2 separate regions of the Mus musculus genome follow, and region 2 is linked to region 1. A link is a contact called in public promoter capture Hi-C data. All regions are on one chromosome and are shown on one strand. Each heading gives the region's core, a stretch centred on a gene start, on an enhancer-like site or on the middle of the called end of the contact. The rest is flanking DNA. Distances are from core to core; before and after follow the strand shown. Region 1 holds the start of 1700007K13Rik (RIKEN cDNA 1700007K13 gene). Region 2 holds the start of Rapgef1 (Rap guanine nucleotide exchange factor (GEF) 1).

The links. Promoter capture Hi-C pulls out the DNA fragments that hold promoters and counts their contacts.
Region 2: a contact with region 1 is called in a promoter capture Hi-C map of hematopoietic stem and progenitor cells, with 2.9 times the contacts expected there. The contact joins the promoter of Rapgef1 here to the promoter of 1700007K13Rik in region 1. A contact is called at or near these places in 2 of 39 promoter capture datasets (hematopoietic stem and progenitor cells and liver).

What each region holds. Positions count from the first base shown.
Region 1 is chr2:28,464,221-28,468,234 of GRCm38.p6, reverse strand. It overlaps 1700007K13Rik (RIKEN cDNA 1700007K13 gene), which reads left to right and starts at 1,911. Exons shown (of 3, transcript NM_027040.1): 1 at 1,911-2,201; 2 at 3,020-3,098. The coding sequence starts at 1,966. It overlaps Mrps2 (mitochondrial ribosomal protein S2), which reads right to left and starts at 169. Exons shown (of 4, transcript NM_080452.3): 1 at 93-169. The coding sequence starts at 135.
Region 2 is chr2:29,617,124-29,621,293 of GRCm38.p6, reverse strand. It overlaps Rapgef1 (Rap guanine nucleotide exchange factor (GEF) 1), which reads right to left and starts at 1,574. Exons shown (of 26, transcript NM_001039087.1): 1 at 1,231-1,574. The coding sequence starts at 1,291.

The DNA.
Region 1 (4,014 bases), core at 662-3,161:
AAAGAGCCGGTGGGGGCGCGTCCAACCCTCGTCCCTGTCCTCCCCTCTCGGATCCCCGGGTTCCCCCCATCTCCGAGATTCACCGCGCTCACCTGCACACAGCAGCCGGGTCAGCACGGCCGGAGCGGGCGCCATGGCGGGCGCGTGGACAGAGATCCTGCAGAGACTCTTCCTGCCCGGCAGAGCGCCTCCTCCTCTGAGCGCGCGGGGTCGCAGCGCCGCTTGCTGGCCCGGAGGACCCTCTCCGCTGTGCACCGCTCGCTGCGCCCGCATCCTTGTAAATGGGCGAGTTGGCACTGTGACCAGTGGTCTGCACTCAGCTGGGACGTGGGGCTGAGCTAGAATGAGCGACCTCTCACCCACAGCTCGTTCCTCTCGATAAAATTACAGCATCCTCTGGAGGAGGCGACCCTCTTGTTCAAATTGGTTTTTAGAGGTTGTTTTTAGGGTTGCTGTTTTTTTTTGTTGTTGTTTTTGTTTTTGTTTTTGTTTTGTTTTGTTTTGTTTTTCCTGAGACCCGGTTTCTCCGTAGCCTTGAGCCTTGACTGTCATGGTATTCGCTATGTAGACCAGGTTGGCTTGAACTCAGAGAGCAACCCGCCTCTGCCTCTGGAGAGCTGAGATTGAAGGCATGCCCTACCACCGCCCCGTTTATTGTTTGTTTTATAAGTGCATTAAAAAAAACTATTTATTTTATGTATATGAATACACTGTGACTATCTTCAGACACACCAGAAGAGGGCATCAGATCCCATTACAGATGGTCGTGAGCCACCATGTGGTTGCTGGAAATTGAACTCAGGACCTGTGGAAGAGCAGTCAGTGCTCTTAACTGCTGAGTCGTCGCTCCAGCATGCATTTTTTTTATTTTTTAACATTTGTTTTAGTTTTACTTATTTTTTGCCTACATGTATGTATGTGTACCTTGTGAGTGCCTTGTCCCTGTGGAGAGCAGGTGTCTGACCTCCAGGAACTAGAGTTAAAAGTGTTTATGAGTCACCTTGTAGGCTCTGGGAGTTGAATCCAGGTTCCCTACAAGAGCAATGAATGCCCTAAATTGCTGAGCCATCTCTCCATCCCCAAATTACATTAAACTATGACGACAACAACGATGACATTGACAATGATGACGACGACGATGACAGCAACAACAACAACAACAATCTCCCTGACTGGCCAGACATTCATAGAGATCTGACTGCCTCTGTCCCCTGGGTGTTGGAATTATTGGTGCACACCACCACACTGTGCCCTAAGTAATTTTTTATTGTTTGTTTTAAAATTACTATTTATTTTTATTATTGTTGTTAAGACAGGGTTTCACTATATACTCCTGACTGGTCTAGTACTCTCTTTTTAAATCAGGCTGGCCTCGAACTCAGAGATCTGCCTCCTGGCATTGCGCTAGCACGTCATTAATGCTGAACTATGTGCATGGTTCACAAGATCATTTTTTATATTTCACCAATATATGGCCTAGGATTCCCTAAATTTAGCAGCACCTCACATCTAGATTTAGGCTGAGTTGTGGGGGTATTGGGTGATAGAGGCCATGGCCAGGACAGTAAACGACAGACTTGTACTTGCTCAGGCAGAGATTGGAAGCACCTAATTCCTGCCTATTGGCTGGTGAAATCCCAGGTTCTAAGGTTTCATTCGTCCAGGATCTGCCTCCTAGTGCATTTTGGGACGATACAAGGATGTTCCCACAGTCCCAGAAAAAGGTCAGCGGATCTCCCTGAGGAGCAGCGTGTGGAAGCTTGGAATTCCTTGTTTAGAACTTACGGTCTCCTTTGTTATTCGCCCTCGGGAAGATTCTAGACTTGCCTACAGCTAGCTGCTAGCCAAAGCAACCTACAAAAGACCGCCCCACCTCCTGATCAGGTGACTTCATTGCCTAGCAACAGGACGCCTTGCCGCAGCAGGCACAGACTTGATCTGGGCTAGTTTCCTGCGGGAGGCCAAATGTCTGAAGAAAAACCTCAACAGTCCGCGGAGGAGCCGGAGCCGGGGGAGCCCAAGGCTAAGCCCGCCCCAGAGGAGCCGGAGCCGGGGGAGCCCAAGGCTAAGCCTGCCCCAGAGGAGCCGGAGCCGGGGGAGCCCAAGGCTAAGCCTGCCCCAGAGAAGACCAGCGACTACTACCGCATTAGCGAGAAGCTCCCAGTCAGGTTCAACAACCCGGGGTGGTTTCATGGCTACGGGTAAGGAAGACTGAGGTTACCTTCTTCATGCAGCAGGGCGGCCCTAGCTTTGGCCATGTGTTTGAGAACTCTCAAGTGGCTGTGGCTACTGAGGTCAAAAGGAGCCAGTCATGAACCTTTATTTGTGTCATCATTACTGTTAGGGTCCTGCTGTCTGAGCAACCACAGAGTGAACGTGTGTGAATATAGCCTTGTTGCAGGCAGGGGATGTCTCTATTTTTAAAGCTTCCCTGAAAGCTGTACACCTTACAGGGCAGCCTGGTTTTCGGGGAAGTAAGGATGGAAACCTTCTTGACTTGTGTGAAGCTGGTGCAGGCACACTCCCTTTCCACGAGTAAGAAGACAACTTGCTGAGGCCTCGGGTGTGAAGAAGAGCGGCTGGTAGCCTCTATCACAGGCCACAGTCTCACAAACTAGATTTCTTACCTCCTTCCCTCCTGACAGGAGCTTGGCCTCTGTAAGGTTGGGGCTCAAAAGCAGAGGGACTTCCAGGGTCTGGAAGTTGAGACGCTGTCTCCGAGGTAGCTTACATACCTGGCAGTGGTAGTCTGTGCCAAAGTCCCACCAAGACCCCTCCGCCAGCATTTGCTGGCTGGGTGTTCTCTAGGGTTTCCCTTTGGAAAGATCAGGGGCCATGGCCAGCAGAGGAGGCCAGAGAGAAAGGTCTGCTGGGAGAGAGTGCTCTCAGTGGGAGCCCCGTGGACATGGTATTGCCACCGTCAGGGACAATAAAGTTCCATCAATCAAATTCTTCCAGGCTATGACCTGGCTGACTTATTCTGAGTATGTGTGAGAAACAGTGCATCTCTCTCCCACAGGACCAAGGAAGCTGTTTCCATGTACAGGACCAGTAACCAAACCTACGGAAGCAGAGCCCCCACGGTGCATGAGATGCCAGTAAGTGCAAGCCAGGCCTGCCAGGACGAGGGCCATCTGGAAAAGCAGACTTATGAGGAGTCAGAGTTGGGAATCAGCGTCCCACGTTGTAAATGCATGGCACCTCAAATCGAGTTAGGACAAGGCGGGGCAGAGAGATGATAGAATGCAATTTCAAAGCAGAATAGATTGTAGACAGGAAAGTCCAAGTAAACTTGCTTCCACGTTCTCCTCCCCATCAGACAGGCACGCACACCTTTGCCCGGGCACTCGAAGGCCAATTAGTGAAGTCAAGCGTTCATACGAGTGGCAGAACTCCTCGGAAGAGCCTGTCCACGGAAAGAGTCTGTGTTCCAAAATCAGACGCAAGGTGTTTCTGTGGGAAGCAGGAACATGGGAACTGCTGCCCATACCTTCTTAAATACATTCGCCTTGTCTCTGTGTGGGGGTACGCCATGCCACACGTGGTTGGAGGTCAGAGGGCCACGTGTAAGAGCTGGTTCTCCTTTCACCAGGCTTGGTAATAAGTGCCTTTGGTCTCAAGTTAGCCAGGGCTAGTTCTGAATCAGTTCAAAGCTTTGAACTGCCTGCACCTCGAAAGTGCTGGCTTAAAAGATGTGCAGTGCCAGGGCTTTGCAGACGTTAGACGTGGTGATCTGTCCACTGAGCCACACCCCTGGTTTCTGTTCTGCCTTTGTAAAAGGCCACGGAGAAGAAGCTGCTCTTTTCAACAGTGGTGCTTTCACCCAGGTTAGCAGGTCATGGGCCACAAGCCGCGGGTATCAGAGGCAAGCTAGGGGGTAGGTATTCCGTGCTTCTTAGTCCTGTTCTCTGGGGTTGACTTGTCAGCTTTCTGACTCAGTCCACTGCACCCTGTGAGCAACTCTTAGTATTATTCTGTCAGCTACGGCACTGGTGGATATTTATTATTATGGAC
Region 2 (4,170 bases), core at 325-2,824, 1.2 Mb before region 1:
ACTCATAGTCACTAGACAAGGCCCCGGGGCAAGAGGACAAGGAGACAAACACCCCAGAAACAGCATCTGAAAAGGAACAGTCCAGCCACGGGAATGCTATCCTACTTCTTGTCAGAAGACAGATGTCAATACCCTACCTATGCCCCTTGCTGGGTGGGCTACAAACATTCACTGAACCTCTCTGGGTCCTGAAAACAGAGACCATACTTTGGCAGGCAATCTTCAAGTACGTTTAATAAACAACACAACCCAGAGACCAAACACAGAATGAAGACACATAGCTCAAAAGAGAATACCAAAACGTTTGTCCCTGTGTTTAAACCAGGGCTGCAAAAGTTACATTCATTGCTGGTTGGTCCCCTGCTAATATACATCCAAATATCCTCAAGTCCACCTATGAAATGGCAGCTTCCAAAAATTAGTGCGGCCGAACACCTTTTCAGGTTCTTACAAGTCTGCCTTCTCTACTAAGTTTCCAGGATAACTGGGTATCCCCACTGTGACAACCCCCAACCCAGGCCCTGGACCACTCACTGCCTACCTTACCTACCAGCCAAGAACCCGCCCTCCCGTAAAAGGAGTCCCTGCTTGACGGCTAATTAAGCTCTGGGCCCCATATGCACAACAGTAATTGACTCTCGGGAGTATCTAACTCCCAGAATATGCAAGCCGGGGGGCGGGGGAAAAACTGGGAGGCGACTCCCCAAGATTTCCAGGAACACACAAAGAGATGAGGTTTGCACCAAGATCGCATCCACCTTATTCCCCCATCCCCAATGACTCTCCACTTGCCCTGCTTGCAGAGCAAGGCAGAAATATTAGAGGACAACTTGGCTGCTCCCTGAAACATCGCTCCAACACACCCTAGCCTGCTGTCCTTTGAAGCCACCGAAGTGGACACTTGTGGTTAAACTCGAGGCTCATTAGGAGTGACACATTTTATAACTGGGCTGCCGATCACCTCTGGAGCGCGCCTGCTCTTCTGCATGCGGTCGGGGCCAGGCCTCCTAAGGGTCCCGGGCTCCAGCCATTGTGGGATGTTCCAGGGAACAAGGCTACAGGGACCTCCACTCGCTCCCCCAGAATCCTGCTAGCATCACAGGCCCCCCGCCGCCGGGCAGGCCCGGTTCAAAGATGGCCCTCGCGGCGTCGCTGCCAGGCTGGGGCCCGGACTGGGGGTCTAGCGCACGAGGCCAGGAGGCGCGCCGCCCGCCCGCCCGCCCGCCTCACCTGCTTTCTCGATCTTGCCGGACATTTCCGGGCTGCGCCGGAGGCCGAGGCCGCTGCTCATCAGGGCCCGGCCCGGCCGCTGCGGGATAAGAGGCCGGCGCGCCCGCCGCTCTACTGGACCGGTGCTCGCCGCGCCTCACACTCGCGCCGTCATGGCGGGCTCCGCGCGGCCGCGGCTCGTGCGCTCGCCGCCCGCGCTCCAGCCCGCACCGGGCCTGCCACTCCGCCGCTCCACCTCCCGCGCAGCCGCCGCTCCGGGGCCGCGAGCCGCCGGCCGCAGCGCCGCGCCGCCGCCCGCCCGCCGGCCTGGGCCCCGCGGCCACGGCGCCACCTGCCGGAAGCCCACCGCGCCGCTCGCGCCACAGCGCCCCCTGATGGCCCGGAGCCGAACTAAGCCTGGCGCGAGGCGCAGCGCCCTCTACCGGCTTGGAGTCCTCCGCGCCACAGCTCGGTATAGACCCCACCCCTTTCCTCAGACACAGAGAAAGAGATCAAACCTATGACTGACAGCTCCAATTCAGGACTTCCGCATGCCCTCCCATCAAAGATCAGAGCCTCCGGTAACCCAGAGTTTTCCATCTCAAGTTGTGGGCTAGCTTTCCGTGTCTGTTACCCAAGTTCAGCATCCTCCTCAGGCCCAAAGCTCCTCTAATTGATCCTAAACTAGACTCAACAACACTGAAAACACAAGAAGCCTGCTCAACAACGTTTGGGACTGCCACCCACCTTCACCCCGTCATCCCCCATACACACTATGTGAGTCTCAAGGGCCAGTGAAAGGCAGAACCTTTAGCCAGATGTGGGCCCCGATCCTCCAAGCCAAGGCTGAGGCCCAGACCTGGAGTGACACAGAAGATCTGGTTTGCTTTGCTCACGAAACCCTCCAATGGGAACATCCAGCTTAAAGAGCAGTCTTTTCTAGTATGCAAATGAGTTCGTTTACAGTTCATTTTAGGCATTCAAAGAACCTTTGCTATGTATGATGTCATATCCTACCATGACTAACCCAGTGGATTCTTCCCTTCAAACAAGCTCATGAATAGGTTGGAGAGTCAAATCATATCATTAAGTATTAGTGAGCAATACGTTTTAGCAAGACAAGAGATACAGGGAAGGGCGCTCCCTGCTCACTGTTTTTAGCTAAGATGGAATTCACATCAGCAGCGAGTGTGCAAGCACATGTGTGCGCGCACAGAGAGAGAGAGAGAGAGAGAGAGAGAAAGTGAGTGCTAGGCTAGGGACCATCCAAGATAGCTCAGCAAGTAAATGCAACTGCTGCCGAACTTGACTAGACCTACACGGCTGAGGGAGAACCAATTTCTGCAGAGTGTTCTCTGACTTGCACACACACATATACACACACACAGAGACACACTATGTAACTTAAGAACACTTAGAAGTCTGCTTTGCCTCTAGATATGTAAGCTAGTGGTAGGGCAAACCTTGAGAGATGTGCAGGGAGAAGTTCAGGGTGACGGATGCCACCAAAGATTTCTATTTCCATCTCCCTATACTCTACAGTCCCCTGATTCTGTGACTGAGGGCTGCCTACAATCGGCAGCCAAATTTCCAGAGCCATGGGTCCGAACCCTCTAGGGGTCAAAGGCCAAGCCAAAGATTGACAAATTCATTTCCCTTTTCAAGTTGACAAATGGCTGCTCAGGGCCAGAATGGCTCTGCTCTGCTCTGGTGGAAGCTGCATCAGCAAGGCAAAATTGGCGAATCGCTCAAGGCCCGCCCTCCAGCTCTCCCTGGGTGCTTAGCCTTCCAGACTTCTGAGCTCAGAGCGTCAATATTTCATGCCCCAAATTCTGAAGTGAGGAATGGAACAATAAATGTAGGCGCAGTCAGGTTTGAGGTTCCTAAGAACAAGATCAAATCCATGTGATAAATTGCTGCATATCAGATAGCGAGGAATTTGCAAAAAGTATCGATGCCAAGCAGACTCGTAGAACTTGCTTCCTAAGGTTCCAAGGTGCTCATAGCCATAGTAGCACACACTCGGGATTAAGAGCCAGCTAATCGAGGGTGAAAGCCTCCCTTTTCCTTGCCTTAACTTAGCTTGTCCTCCTAGGCCACTCCAGCTGCTAGAATGTTCTTGCCCCTCCTCTCCACGGACACGCCACCATCTTTCGGGTTTCTTTGTTATTCACCCTTAGAACCCTTCCCTGAGGCCCCACAGTACCAGCTTCCTCCTGGTTATCAACCAGGTGCTGGCTTTCGTGGTCAGAAACTCAGACAGGAGCTGGGTGCGCACACCTTTAATCCCAGCACATGGGAGGCAGAGGCAGGCTGATTTCTGAGTTCAAGACCAGTCTGGTCTACAGAGTGAGTTCCAGGACAGCCAGAGAAGAAAGAAAGAAAGAAAGAAAGAAAGAAAGAAAGAAAGAAAGAAAGAAAGAAAGAAAGAAAGAAAGAGAGAAAGAGAAAAAAAGAAAGAAAGAAACTCAGGACCCAGTCAGATCCAACTGCAGATAACCAAGATACAAGTGATGGCCACATGCTCTGGGCTCAGGCCACCTCTCTACACACTGTCAAAAGCAATCAATGTGTTGTCAGTTCCCAGGGTCCATGTCTAGGGCTCACAACTGTCTATCACACCAGCTCCTGAGGCTCCGAGCTTTCTAATGCACACACAGGTGTGCACTCAATAAACAAAATTTTAAGATACTTTTTTAAAAGCAAAAAAAAAAAAAAAAAAAAAAAAAAAACCAAAAAAAAAAAAAAAAAAAACCCCAACCAACCAACCATCAAACAAAAAAACCAATCTGACATGAGGGGCTGAGGGCTCAGTTGCTAAAGTGTTTGTCATGCAAGCATGAACACCTGAGTTCAAATCTCTGGCACCCGCCAAAAGCTGGGCACAGCAGTACACTCCTGTAATCCTAGTTCTGGAGAGGTTTGGAAGAGGGTCCTGGAGAGTCACTGACCAACCAGGCT